2 separate regions of the Rattus norvegicus genome follow, and region 1 is linked to region 2. The links are chromatin contacts, called in public Hi-C maps. All regions are on one chromosome and are shown on one strand. Each heading gives the region's core, a stretch centred on a gene start, on an enhancer-like site or on the middle of the called end of the contact. The rest is flanking DNA. Distances are from core to core; before and after follow the strand shown.

What was found. A called contact is a pair of places that touch in the nucleus more often than the background predicts.
Region 1: a contact with region 2 is called in a Hi-C map of prefrontal cortex, with 4 times the contacts expected there. The contact joins the enhancer-like site here to the promoter of Cdc42ep4 in region 2. A contact is called at or near these places in 10 of 12 Hi-C or Micro-C datasets (the Rat2 cell line, Schwann cells, frontal cortex and 6 more) and 1 of 1 datasets of contacts at active chromatin or transcription factors (oligodendrocytes).

What each region holds. Positions count from the first base shown.
Region 1 is chr10:99,349,824-99,356,243 of GRCr8, reverse strand. Sdk2 (sidekick cell adhesion molecule 2) reads left to right here. Exons shown (of 44, transcript NM_001413325.1): 37 at 2,808-2,945; 38 at 5,785-5,946. LOC102547853 (a long non-coding RNA gene) reads right to left here. Exons shown (of 4, transcript XR_005490530.2): 1 at 6,058-6,420. Among named protein-coding and RNA genes, the nearest start is that of Cdc42ep4, 57 kb to the right of the region's middle. Within about 2 kb of position 2,798, at least 43 of the 93 cell types and tissues checked have an H3K27ac peak or open chromatin away from gene starts, as enhancers often do. A contact at or near this core is called in prefrontal cortex, where this site is marked.
Region 2 is chr10:99,294,476-99,301,729 of GRCr8, reverse strand. Cdc42ep4 (CDC42 effector protein 4) reads left to right here and starts at 5,388. Exons shown (of 2, transcript NM_001107063.3): 1 at 5,388-5,482.

The DNA of each region.
Region 1 (6,420 bases), core at 1,549-4,048, 57 kb before region 2:
ACCTGGCCAAGATGGCTACACCTGGATGAGATTTGAGCCAGGGGAGACCAGCTGTGGGAAGTTCTGGAGACAAGCAGGAAGCAGAATTCCTGTCAGAAAGACCAGCAGGAGCAGAGGCTTGGGGGCTGAAGGGGATTAGAGGAACAGAACCCGGTGCTTGACAAAAGAAGTGAAATGAGACGGAGTCCCCAAGGGTCTGGAGAACAGGATTTGTGTTCGGTGTGATGAGGAGACACAGAAGGGTTTGAGCTGTTATGCTGGCTCAGTGGTTAAGAGCACTGGCTGCCTTTTCTAAAAGACCCGGGTTCAATTCCCAACCCCCACGTGGCAGCTCATTACTGCCTGCAACTCCAGTTTCGGGGAACCTGATACCTTCACACAGACATTCAAGCAGGCAAAACACCAACGTACATGAAGTAAAAGTAAGTAAGTGAAAATTTCAAAAAGAATTAGATCTTTCATGTTTTGAAAAACTGGCTCTCCCTTCCGGGCTGAGAGTCTGGAGGGAGACATCAGAGAGAGGCGAGGAGGACTAGACCCAGGCAGTGTGGAGGAAGGGGAGCGGTTAGAGATCCTCTTGTATTGGAGTGTACGAAGCCACTTTTTGGTCAGTGTCACACTGGGTTCCCCTAGAAGTCCCAAGGAGTGAGCAATGTAGTGTCTTCTCTGTTTAAGAACAGAGGCATCCCAGAAAACATGCTTTTTGTTCATGGTCCCCTGGTAGGTCACAGGGGAAGGACAGGTGCTAGAACGGAGGACACCTGAGAGGATTCAGGAGATTTGTTTCTTTTTTATCCCCCCAATGTGTCAACCTCCAAAGCTATGAATTTCTCATCGGCAGATTCAACCAACCCAGAAAGGAAAATATTCCCCAAAATTGCTTCTGCCTGGGGGTGGCGGCAGCACAGACCTGTAATCTAAGCACTTAAGAGGTGAAGACGAGAGGAGCAAGAGCTCAAAGTCAGGGCTGGGGAGATGGCTCAGCAGTTCCAGCACTGCTGCCCTTCCAGAGGGCCAACTTCCATTCCCACAACCCACCCTAAGTGTCTCGCAACCACCTCCAGCCTCGATTCCAGGGCACCCGAACCCTTTTGTCTGACCTCCACGGGCATGTACACACATGTGACATACACACAGACACACAGGCACATAAATTAAAAAAAAGAATCACCTTTAGCTACACAGCAAGTTCAAGACTGCCCTGAGCGAAGGGAGAATGTCTCAAAAAAACAAACAAGCAAATGAAAATGTATCTATACTGGACATGTTCAGACAGCCCCGAATAATAACTATTTTGTAAATAGATACAATACTGTTTGCATTGTATCAGGAATCTTAAGTAACCTAGAAAGGAGTTAAGGCATGTGGGAAGGGCTAGACGATATCTCAGTGGTACCATAGTTGCCTAGCCTGAGATGTCCTGAGTTCAAATGCCACCACCACAGATAAGGGGGAGGGGTACATAGAAGGATGCCTGTAGCTTATGCCAAAATGGCATTCTATATGAAGCAAGCAAGCATCCTCAGATTTTGTTAGAATAAATTGCCTGTGGATACAGAAGGCAACAGTGCAGCCTTCTGCCCTGCCTCCAGAAAGCAGCTTCTCCAGCCTAATACCTTTCCGACTGCCACCCCCACTAGTCTTAGGAGCCGTAGAAAGCAAACTACCAGAGACAATTCATAACTGGGATCCTCTCTGGGACAATATTCCGCTCCAGGGGAGCCTTTCCCTCCACTGACTCTCCCCACCCCCATCTCCAACCCCAGGTCAGCCAGAGGCTGACTGAGCTTGGGTGTGCTAGCCATCCATCTGCCTGCCTGCCCATCTGGAAGACACTTCATCAGTGTCACTGGTCAGATATGAGCCCACCCCAGGAGCCTAGAAGCTTCCGGCTCTGTAGCAGTGGGACAGAATGTCCTGTCCCACGTCCTTCTAACCCCCTAGTGTGTTGAGGGGGAGGGCAGGAAAGGGCCCTGAGTTCACCTCCCTCCTTCAAAGACAGCCGGGGAGATGGAGCCGGAAGCTGTCAAGATTAGTTCTGGCCTGGTGGGAGGCAGCACTGGACAATAATAGCCTAGCCATCCACCCAACCAGATTGGGATGCTGGGGGGTGGGGGTGCTTCCTGTCTTGCCTCTTTGCCCTCCCATTTCCCAGCCCCCCCACCCCCACCACACACACCGGAATCTTCCAACCTTATGTTTTCAGAGTTACCCCAGGGGTCTCAGAACAAGAAAACATCTCTCTTCCAGAGGATCTGGCTGTCCTTGGTCTGGCTCCTGCTGACAGCGTGATGTCTCTAGGCAAGCCCTTGCAACCCAGGAATGAAAGGAAGGCCATGTCTCCGGAGTTCTGATGTCTCCTTTAGCGCCCACTCTGTATATGAGGCCAAGGCATACGACCCACTCTAGTGGGGTGCTGAAAAACACACCCCATGGTGTCAAGAAATGACCTCGCCCCACAGTGAACCCTCAAGGGTCATCCATTGTAATGCAGTGCCTGGTCCCATGCTCCTAGCCAGGGCTCAGAGCCACCTAGGAGAAAGTCCAGATTCACCATCTTTAAGGTCTTTTTCTCAGTGCCAGAGCCTTTGCTATTAGACAGCTGAGTGCTAGTGACGGCAATGGAGGAGGAGAAAGTTCGGGGGCCTTAGCTGACCCTTTCTGCCTTCATCTTTTGCCTAGCCTCGCTTTCTCTTCTTCCCCGGGCATGGACCCAAGAGCTCCTGCTAGTTGCTTGGAGCCCGACCTGAGACTCTGCGCTTCCACAGAAAGAGAAAAACAAAAAGCCCTTTGCTGTCTCTCCACAGCCCCCAGTGCCCCAGGCTCAGTCAAGTTCAGCGAGCTGACCACTACCTCAGTGAATGTGTCCTGGGACGCCCCACAGTTCCCCAACGGTCCTCTGGAGGGCTACAGGCTGGTGTATGAACCCTGCACCCCAGTGGATGGTAAGTGTTGATCTCCCACATTCACTCTCCTGAACTCTCCCCTTTCGAGGGCTGGTTTGCACCCCGAGCCCACCCCATGACCACTACTCAGCAGTTAGAATTGGTGAGGGTCTTCCCGTCTTATGAATGGGGAGACTGAGGCTTGACCCAGGGGAGGGGTGTTTCTGATAGAAAAGCATCTGAGGGCAGAGTGGAAACAGCGTCATAGGGCTGCCATCTCCTGTGCAGGAAGGGGGCGGGGCTGGGGGGGTCCTGTAGTATAGACATCCCGTTCCATAAACTGAGTCAGGAAGAGAGAGAGAATCCAAGCAAAACACAGTTGCCCAGGAATGGACAGGACCCCAAAGAAAAGAATCCCCTGGTGTTCTCCTGTTATCCTGGGCCACGGTCAAACCTCAGGGTTCTCAGCACACCCCCTTTGGAGGGTCGGGACCCTTTTTAGAAATCTAGTCAAAGCCTGGATCAGGGAGATGCATCTACCACACTCCTGCTCTGCAAATGACTGTCCTAGCCCAGGTCATCATCTGCACATCTTCAGACTCTTTTCTCCCTCTCCACCCCTGCCCTTCCCGGGCTCTCCACCCAGACCCTGATCCTCCCTGGGGTTCTCAGAAGGGCTTGAACTGGCAACCTTGCCTGTTGGCAACAGGTACCTGCCAGCTTTCTCACCCAGTACAGCCCAGTGACAGCTGATAGGAACAAGCCAGGGGTGAGCATTCGTCCCCAGAAGTTACCACAGTTTTATCTCCACAGCTACCTGAAGAGAACTCACAGGCAAGAAATAGGCTGGGCTTCTCAGTGGCTGGGGCTGCTTACAACAAGGCATAGGGATAAGACTGCCCTAGAAGTGACACCCGGTGGCAGGAAGTGACCACCATTTCTGTGGACACACCAGAGAGAGAGAGAGAGAGAGAGAGAGAGAGAGAGAGAGAGAGAGAGAGAGAGAGACTCCTAGCACTGGAGCCTGGTAAAAACAAGGGGAGAGCCTGGGAACATTAGGCAGCTCCAGTTCTGGGTCAGTGCGGGAGAACAGTGGTCCTCAGTCTTGTTTGCCACCACCAGGGTGCCAGCAGCCCATCCTGCAGAGCAGGGCTGTGTCAAAACCAAAGGGGAGGCAGGTCCTGGAAAGAGACGCAGGCAGGAATGGGGCTAGGTCAGAGGTCAAGAAGACAAGCTGCAGGGGACCTAGACAGGCTCTTGTCCCAGCGGTTTCTACCTGACCTACCCAGAGACCTCCCACTTGGAGAAATGTCGTCCTTGGCCTCTCATGATCTTATTCCATCAGAGTCTAGACTGTGTGTCCTTATAGGTTCCTGAGTAAGGGTCTCCATTTAGAATGGGTCACTGCAGCAGGCCAGCAGTCCCCTCTTTTCTTATAGAGAAAGCCAAGGTGCAGGCCAGGAAGGGGTTTGCTCAGCAGTATCAAAGAGAACTCACTCAGTAAGTGAAAGGGGTTAGAGGCGAGGCTCCACTGGTACAGTGGTTCCCTGGCACGCACACAGTCCGGGGTCCCATCCTCAGCACCACATATGCTGGCCATGGTGGCTCAGGCCCATAATTCCAGCACTCAGGAGATGGCGGCAGGGAGATGGGACATCAGAGAGTCCTCAGCTATACAGTAAGTTTGAGGCCAGTTTGCATCACTAGAGACCCTGTCTCAAAAATAAATATGGCCTAGAGATGCGGCTCAGGCGTTTAGGGTCCTGGCTGCCGCCCCAGAGGGCCAGTTCCCAAGCACCCACATGGCAGCCCACAGAGGTGTATAACTCCAGTTTTAGAGAATCCAATACCCTCTTTGGCCTCCCTGGGCACCAGGCATGCAAGTGGTACCCAGACATGCATGGTAAGCAAAATATCCACTGCTCCACTCTTCTCCCTCCTGGGCCCGATGCCGGATTATTAGCATCTAAGCAAAAAAGGGAGGGGGGAGTAGCAGGCAGAGGTGGTGCACGCCTTTAATCTTAGTACCTTGGCAACCAGAGGCAGGTAGAGCTCTGAGTTTGAGGCCAGTTTGGTCTACAGAGCAAGTTCCAGAACAGCCAGGGTCACGGAGAAACCCTGTCTCAAAAACCAAAAAGGGAAATAAATAAATTAATTAATTAATTAAAAAAGTAAATGAAGTACTTACTATGTGTTTGGATGCTCCTGACCCTCTGGCTTGTTGGAAGAATGAACCAAAACCATATATATATGTATATGTACATCTATATGTACATATATATGCATTATATACGCACACACAGATATGCACTTTCTCTAGTTTCGAGGGAATTCACACACACACACACACACACACACACACACACACACACTATAGAACAAACTTCAGGACTTCGGCAGGTTCTGTGGTGACCAGTAGACACCTTCTATAAGAGAGCAAAGCCTGGTCCTGACTCCCAGGGAGATGACTCTGGGCTTGGGAAAGTGCAGAGCACACAGAACCACCTGTGGAAGCCCCCATCCCACCCCTGACTGCCATGACCCGAGGTGCTAAAACTTCAACCCTAAAAGCCCCATGGTTACAGATGATGGGGCCCCTGGAGCTGGGCTCTCATTGGCCAAGAAGAGCATGAAGATAGGACTGGGGTGGAACTGGGCTGGGATGGGGGTTAGAGTAGTCAGCAGGTGCCATTCCAGCTCCACGAGTCTTTTCTCCTGAGCCCTCTTTCAGAGCCGTGTTCCTGACACAATGTTGGCAGCCTGTGGGCTCCCATGACAGACAGCTCAGCTGATTTCAAGAGACGGAGGCCACAGCACCACCTCCCAGTAGCTGCCAGTGGCCTTGGTGGCCCTGTTCCCACCAGCTACTGCAGCCCCTACTCACGCTCCTTCCCCACAGGGGTCAGCAAGATTGTGACAGTGGACGTGAAGGGGAACAGTCCACTGTGGCTAAAAGTGAAGGATCTGGCCGAGGGCATGACCTATCGTTTCCGAATCAAAGCCAAGACCTTCACCTACGGGCCTGAGATTGAAGCTAACATCACTACGGGCCCTGGAGAAGGTAGGAGAGAGGGGACGTCACACTGTCCTTCGCACCACATCCCCGGGGTCCAAGTGAGAGAGACCCAGGAGGTCTAGAGCTAGCTCTGAGGACAGTTGGAAGCTTACTTACCCCTCCATCTCCTGCCCCAAGGCTCCTCTCTCTCCTCCTCCATGCTCCATTCTCCTTCTTCTTGACTCCTCCTCCCTCCACTGTCCCTCCTCCAGGCTCCGCTCTTGTCCTCATCCTGGGCTTGGTTATTAACATCCAAGTCCCTGGGCTATTCCAGCCTGAGCCTGGACTGACCCAGACCCTCTCACCCCACAGGCCCATACACACTTCCCAGGCTGTCACAGGGTCTGTCTCAATACAGAGCCCAGGTTGACCTGCTATGTACGGTCCTCAGGGTCAGCCACTCAAGTGCTGGTTTTACAAGGGAAAGCCACTACAGCCATGGAGGTTTCCATAGCTCCTTCTTTCCTTCTTCTCTCACCC
Region 2 (7,254 bases), core at 4,139-6,638:
TTGTACCTCGTGCTGCAGCTGTACTTGGTAATGTGTCAGAGTCACCCAGGTGGTACTGGTTTTGAAGGCATGAAGGGGTCATGAAGAGCAGCTGAGGCTGGGCACTGTGAGAGGCCATGGAAGGCCATTGGTGAAGGTACAGCCTCAGTTGCAATTGACAGCCCAGGACTGAAGGGGTCATGCAAAGGAGTTGAGGCTTGGCACCATGAAGAGAGCCTGTGAGAGGCTATTGGTGAAGCCTTGTTGCAGAGGAAGACCCCAGCGTATTGGAGATGCCAGTACCAGGGGACGATCACCAGGAACAGCAGCAGCAGTGGAGTAGATCTACCCGAGCTTAGAGTGCGACAGAGGGCAGAGCTGGAGAGGTGACGCCAGCCCTTTGGAGGAGCGAGATCATGTGTGGAATCCCGGACATTAAAACAAGAAACTGTAACATTGAAATTGCCTTGGAGACCCCAAGATGTTTGAGATGCCAGACCAGTGGGCTATCTGCTGAGGAAAGCTGCTAACAGGGAGGGGAAACAGCCCAGGAGGAAGAAGTTTGTTGCAGTCAACAAAGATAAAAAAGGAGTTGGAGATCTGAAGACCGCTTTGACTTTAGACATGGAGACGCAGAGTTCGGAGTTTGCCCAGTTGGTTTCCTGCCTTGCTTTGGGGATTACAGTTTAGTGATTGGATGAATCTCAGAAGAGACTTTGAACTCTGGACTTTTAACACTGTTGAGACTGCTATAGGCTATGGGGACTTTGGAAGTTGGACTAAATGTATTTTTGCATTATGCTATGTTTAGATATGGCCCCCATAGACTCATGTGTTTGAACAAGCATTTGGGGGCCAGGGAGTGGAACATCATGGTTTGAATATGCTTGGCCGAGGGAGTGGCTCTATTTGGAGGTATGGTTTTGTTGGAATAGGTGTGTCACTGCGGGCTTGGGCTTTTACACCCTAGTCCTAGCTGGCTGAAAGTCAGTCTTTCAGTAACCGCCTTCAGATGAAGATGTAGAACTCTCAGCTCTGCCTGCCCCATGCCTGCCTGGATGCTGCCGTGCTCCCATCTTGATGATAATGGACTGAACCTCTGAACCTGTAAGCCAGCCCCAAATATATGTGGTCCTTTATAAGACTCGCCTTGGTCATGGTGTCTGTTCACAGCAATAAAATCCTAAGACAGCTAGGGTTACTGAAAAAACCCTATCTAGAAAAAAAAAAAAACCAAAACGTATGTGTATGGGTGTCTTCCCTACATACGTGTCTGTGCACCATGTGTGTTGGATCCCACATACTGAAGTTACAGATGTTGCAGAATTCTGTGAGTTTGAGGCCAACCTGGTCTACAGAGCAAGTTCCAGGACAGCCAGGGATACAGAAAGAGAGAGAGAGAGAGAGAGAGAGAGAGAGAGAGAGAGAGAGAGAGACATAGAGAGACACACAGAGAGAGAAGTCGTTTGTAGTAATGCATTGAATAATGGATTACAGTAAGAACAGAGAGCTGTGTGTGTGTGTGTGTGTGTGTGTGTGTGTGTGTGTAGTAAACACACTGCAATTCATACACACAGTTGTCTAGAATCTGAGCGGGGGGGTTATTTGCTGGTATTTTGTGGGGTTACAGCATGCACTGTGCCAAAGAACAGGTGCTTGGTGTTCAGAACCAAGGCTGCGGGGGGGGGGGGGGGGCTATGGGAAACACCTTGGGTTCACTATGTGTATCTTGGGCGCTATACATTCAGACACCGCCTTTTACTACTAGTGGCAGATCTTTCCCCGCCCCCATGTTTACACTCTTCCATGGCGTCACCTACAGAAACAGAGGCCAGCTGCTGGCCTCCGGATAGTTCATTTCTTTGAAGAACTCTGTCTCAGCCTGTCTACACTCTTGACGATTCAAACTGTGAGTCAAACTCCCCATTGTCTCCAGGAGACCTAGGAGAGTCCTGTGTCTGGCTTCCTAGGAAGCGTGGTCACCTAGACCCCAGATGTGTCATGGGCCTGGAGCCTGGGCCGAAGAGCTCCCAGATGAGGTACTTTAACTCCACAATGGGGTCAGGGCAGACCCCGTCTTGAGCCCTCTGCACTACTTGGATGTCCTGGGAATTTTCCTAGATACTCTGCAGAGGTCCCTTAAGACCTTGGAGGTGCCCCCAGGTGGTTGCCAACAACTGGGAACTCCAGAGTTGAAAAGGTCTTTGTCCTGAGGCCAGAAAGTGAATAAGCCCAGAGCCCAGAGGACAGTGACAGTTCTTGACCTGGGTGACCCAGGCCACTCCAACCTCAAACTTCCAGACACCAGGGTCTCAGGAGGACGCTGTCACAGGATCTCGGGTCTGTTTTGTTTCAGTGGTGGAAGAGATGTGAAAATAAGTCTTCTCACGGGAAGGGGCTCTGAAGGCGAGCTGAATCCAAAATGGAAGCGAGATTTAGGGTTGTGTGGCTCCACGGCAGAGTGCTTACCTAGCGGGCACCAGATCTGGTTTCAATCCACAGCACTGCAAAGAAGGGACCAAACTGCATGGTAAACACCAGAGAAGACTGAGTGTGGTTTCCAACTTCTCTGTAAGGAATGGGATTAGCCAACCCATTTCAGGCTGCGGCAACAGAGGTGAAATAACGTCTCGCTGATAACAACTAGAGGTATGCCCCGGGCTCGGGGGCGGGCTTCGGAGGTACAGGCCCACACAGCTGCAGGAATCACGCATGCGCAGACTCCGAAGACAGGCTGGGACATAGGCCCAGGCCTAAAGGATTAGAGATCAGGTCACACCTTAAAGGTTCAGTTAAGACCTTAAGTCCCTCCCCAAACTCTGGGGCTTAGCACTTGCTAGTTTCCAGCTAGGCATTAGAGTTCCCAAAGTTAGTTGATTTCCCCCTGCCTGGCCACAGACGGCACCAGCCTAAAACAAATAAAAACAAAACCTCCCAAAACAAAAACAAAAAGTTGGGGTGAAATTTAAACCAGTGGAGTTTTAGGAGAAAGATCGCCGGGACTGGGTTGTAAACGAAGGGAGAAATTAGCATTTTCTTTTGGTCTTCCTCCCTCTGCTATGTTCTAAAAGGAGATGGTCTAGATCCCCCACAGAGCGGAATCAGCTTCCACCAGGCAATCTGAGGGCTGGGACCCAGGTGACTTTGTCTTCTAAGTGGGTGGGGGACAGGGACTTCTCCACTAACTTCAAATGTTTGTGGAAGGAGTTTGAATTTTAATAAAAAGAGAGGCCAAAACAAGGAAGGCAAACTTAGGATCAAGGAAAATCCTGCAATAGCGACCTGAGAAGGTGGAGCCTGAGGGGTCCCTCTTCCTAGACTACCCTGCCGTACCCTTTTCTCTAACCGGGGTGGACAGCTGGCTCTTAAGGTGGGCTGGCATTCCCAAATGCTTTACTGGACATGAAATGAGGGAGAAGACTGAAAAAAATCAGAAAAGCACTTATGAATCAAATTAAAGCTAACAGATGAAAATCTCCTGGGACTCTAGGACCCCAGGGAGGCGCCAACAGGGAACCGCTGGGGTACTGTGGTACCATGGGGAAGGCCATCAAGAGCCTGCATCTACCAGAGTTAATCTGGGGAATGTTAACATTTGAACCAATAAGGGAGGCAAGGGGGTAGGGTGCTGTTCTGTGTTATAAATCCGAGGTGCGGTATGTGGAGGGCGGGGTAGGGATGCCTCTGCGGGCCCATTATGGGGCATCCTTCCCTCTAGGGTACTAGCCACAGTCTAGTGTAGAGTTTATTTAGGGCGTGAGGAAACAAGGTTGAGGGAGTAGAGACAGAGAAAGGCAGAGAGGGAGAGGGAGAAAGTAAAGGAGTAGAGGCCAGCCATGAACACGTGGGGAAAGAAGGGGAGGGGAATGGGGAGAGAAGGGACAGAGAGAGAGAGAAGGGAGAGAGAGGGAAGGGAGGGAGGAAGAACGAGAAGTGACGACTACTTTTATAGTGAGTGAGGCACATCTGGCTGTTGTAACTGCGGAGCCTAGAAGGAATGACAACAGGTGCTGTACCCATTTTAGAGATGTGAAGGCTTGTGGGCCAGAGAGGGGTAGAGTTGAAGGTTTAAGCCGGAAGCAACCCAAGTCTCTCCAACTGGTTTGTCCTAGCACCCTGTTATAGCCACCTCTGACCCACAGCCCTGACTCTAACACTGCTCTCTATTCTGAACCAGGTTTCTCCTTCCTCTTGACAACCTCCAGGTGAAGTTGGGTCAGGGACCCACACAAGGCCGGTCAGACTAAGGGGAGGTGGTATAGGTTCCCTGTGGTAACCCAATCAGGGTCAGAACCCCAGGGATATCTCCGTCCCAAGTTGCTGTGGACCCCGTTTTTTAGTTTCACTAATTTGACATCTCTTTTGGTTGTTGGTAGTGCTGGACTTGAACGCAGTGTGAGCTAGCCTCGTGCTCTGCAGCGAGAGCTAGACCCCTAGACTAGGCACTAAACTTTTAGATTTGATTTTCACAAAGCATGGACAGTTGTCTTTGTGGATAGACCGGGGTTGCGGGGAGGTGAGATCCTGAGAGACAGGTTTTCCAGAGGACAGTGAAGGAGCTGAGAGACCGCGAGGCAACGCTGAGGAAAGGAGGCTGGGGCCGCGGCCTACACCAACTCCACGCCACCAACTCCACGCCCGCTTCCTTTAAGTACTTAGGGAACTTTCACTTCGGCCTGGCTCCGTTTCCTCTTGACTATTTCACCGCCGGCTTTTATTTCTTTTAATGGTCATTCATAGCTGGGGCTTCCTCCACAAAGAGAGCTCCGCAATAGTTGCAAGTATCCGGCCTAAGAACACGGGAGTTAATTCCAGGAGGTCTCCTGGGGCGGTGCTGAAGAGCCCGTGGTCACCAGACAGAGCGATCAAAGCCAGGTCACCTTGCTGAAAAGCCTCTCCACTGTCCAGTCCGGGTATGGACTCCGGAGGACCTGCTTCTCCCGCGCTCCAGACGAGAACGGAATCCACGGAGCCCAAGCTCCTGCTCGTGCCCCCAGAGTCCCTGGTCCAGAAGTGAGTAACTGATCCTGGAGGAAGTTGTTTTCTTACCATTGTTCAAAACTGAAGAGCCTAGAGAGAGCTTCCCCTTGGGCCCTGGGGAGGAGATGCGCTCCTGTTTCTAGGGACCCTGGGTCGGGTTCCGCGGTAGAGCACTGGGGGCCGTGGGGGCGCAACTCCTAGAAACGAGACCTGCTCTGTCCACCTTCACAAGAGCTTGTAGGGGCTTTTAGATTTGAACCTGGGAGGCCGAGCAGCCGGACTGAGTTCCGTGACAGCCATTGGCTGCGGCGGCGAAGTGACATCAGCGCGGAGGGGTGTGGGAGGGAGGGCTGGGAGGAGCCTGGGAGGGGAGTGTCCCAGCTTCTAGCACACTCGGAGCCCCGGGAGCCAGAGGAAACAAACGCCGGCGCTGCCATGGGTCGCCAGCCTTGCCGAGGCGCCAAGCACACTGAGGGGAGCACACAGCCGCACCTGGTCCGTGCTCGGGGAGCTGGGGGCCGAGGTAGGCGATGAGCATCCGTTTGTGGCCCTGCGGCCGCGTGAAGCCTGGGTAGGCTCGAGACCCCTGGTGACGTGGAGAAGGTAGAATAACCGGGGATCGGGAGGACGAGGACCCTAGAGCAGGGCGCACACACACATACACCTCTCTGGACCCAGCGTAGGTAGACTGGGACCAGACCCAGAGCCACATACCGTGTCCCAGAAAATCGTTTGCGGAGGAGGGGGTAACAACAGGGCTCAGGGGGTAACAACAGGGCTCAGCGTCGCCAGGACTCCCGGATCTGGCCACGAGAGCTGCTCGGGGTGGGGTGAGTGGGCAGGTTTTAAAGGTCCACCCCCTCGCGCAGGAATGGGGTGTGTTGCCGTGGGCAGGCACACAATCGTCTCGGCGGTCGCCCCGAGGGGGGCGTGTGCGCACAGACTTCTCCGTGAACAACAGCTGAGTTCGTCTGTAGTGGCAAAGGGGTGTACGCGTGCTCTCCCGCTCGTACACACACTGCAGTAGGCGCGCGCCACCCGGTGTCGCCCGGCCCGGGAGAAAGGAGGGCAGGAGCCGGCTGGAAGGCAATCGCCTAACGAGCAAATACTCCCCGCCCGCCCGAGCCCTTCCCTCTCCCGCCCCGCCCGCCTCCCTCGGAAGACTTGGAGGCCAAGGCCGCAAGAGGCGCAGGCTCTTGTCGGCCGGGGTGGGGCTGGGCCGAGCTGGCTGTCCCTTTGAAACCTGGTACGAGGCTTTACGCTGGGCGACCTGCGCCCGCGCCCGGTACGCCCGGAGCGTGGTGCTCGAGGCTTGTTCAGGGGCGAGTAGGTAGCGGTTGGTTAATGATTTAACCGCTCGCTTGGGACGTTGAAGCTGAGATCCTGGTCTCTGGCTCCTCCCCATTCCTGGAGCGCCCCCAGCCGGAGGAACAGATCTGCCCTTCTGTGTCTGTGGCGTCGCCTGTTGGAGCTGCCTCTGCCCGTTGGGGTCTCCTGGTTGCTGTGGGTGAGTGTCCCAGACCGTCGGGGTGGATGGCGGTTGAGCTTCCTGGGAGAAGACCGTAGGACTTGCGTGTGTGCCTGAGGGGGGAGGGGCGCTCCCTCTCTGTTAACTCAAACCAGGTTCCTTGTGTTTGCCCAATGAAATACTGCTGCCTGGGCTTCGGAAGTTTTCTTTTTCTTCCAGGGAGAATGAAAAGGAAATACAATGCTTTCTCTTTTCTTCTTGGCTGGGAACTTCTCCCCCCTCCAACAGTCTCACCTCTTGCAATCTGACCGGCTCCCAGGTCCCTCCCTGGGCCGACAGCTCCCATTTTTTTTTTTGCCTAGGTAGTTGAGCAGTTGAATGAGGAAAGAGCCCTTGTGCGTGTCTTTACTTTGAAACCTCTTGTCTATTCTCGCTGGAGCGGTTGGGGTACTTTTCATCCTTACCCCCAGCAACCATCTGGACCAAAGATCTGGGGAGCATAAACAATGAGAGGCCCCTGGCAGGGGGCCTCTCCCTTGCAACTTCTTTGCCCCGTCTGGGTTTCCCGCAACGCCTGCTGCAGCTCTCCCGCCCCTTTCTGAGGCCAGGCTGGAGGAGGGGACCACCACTGGGGATGGAGTGAATTTTAAAGAACAAAGAACAGGGCCCACAGCGTGGGGAAACTCAGCTACGGGTTTCTCCCAGAACTTGCGGGTGGGGGTTGCGGGGGGGCTGTGCTGGAGCAGAGCCAGGCCTCTGGGCAACCCGAGGGCCGTTGGCAATAATGGGGCATCCACTTGAGTCCTGGAAGCTCCTATCCATGCTGG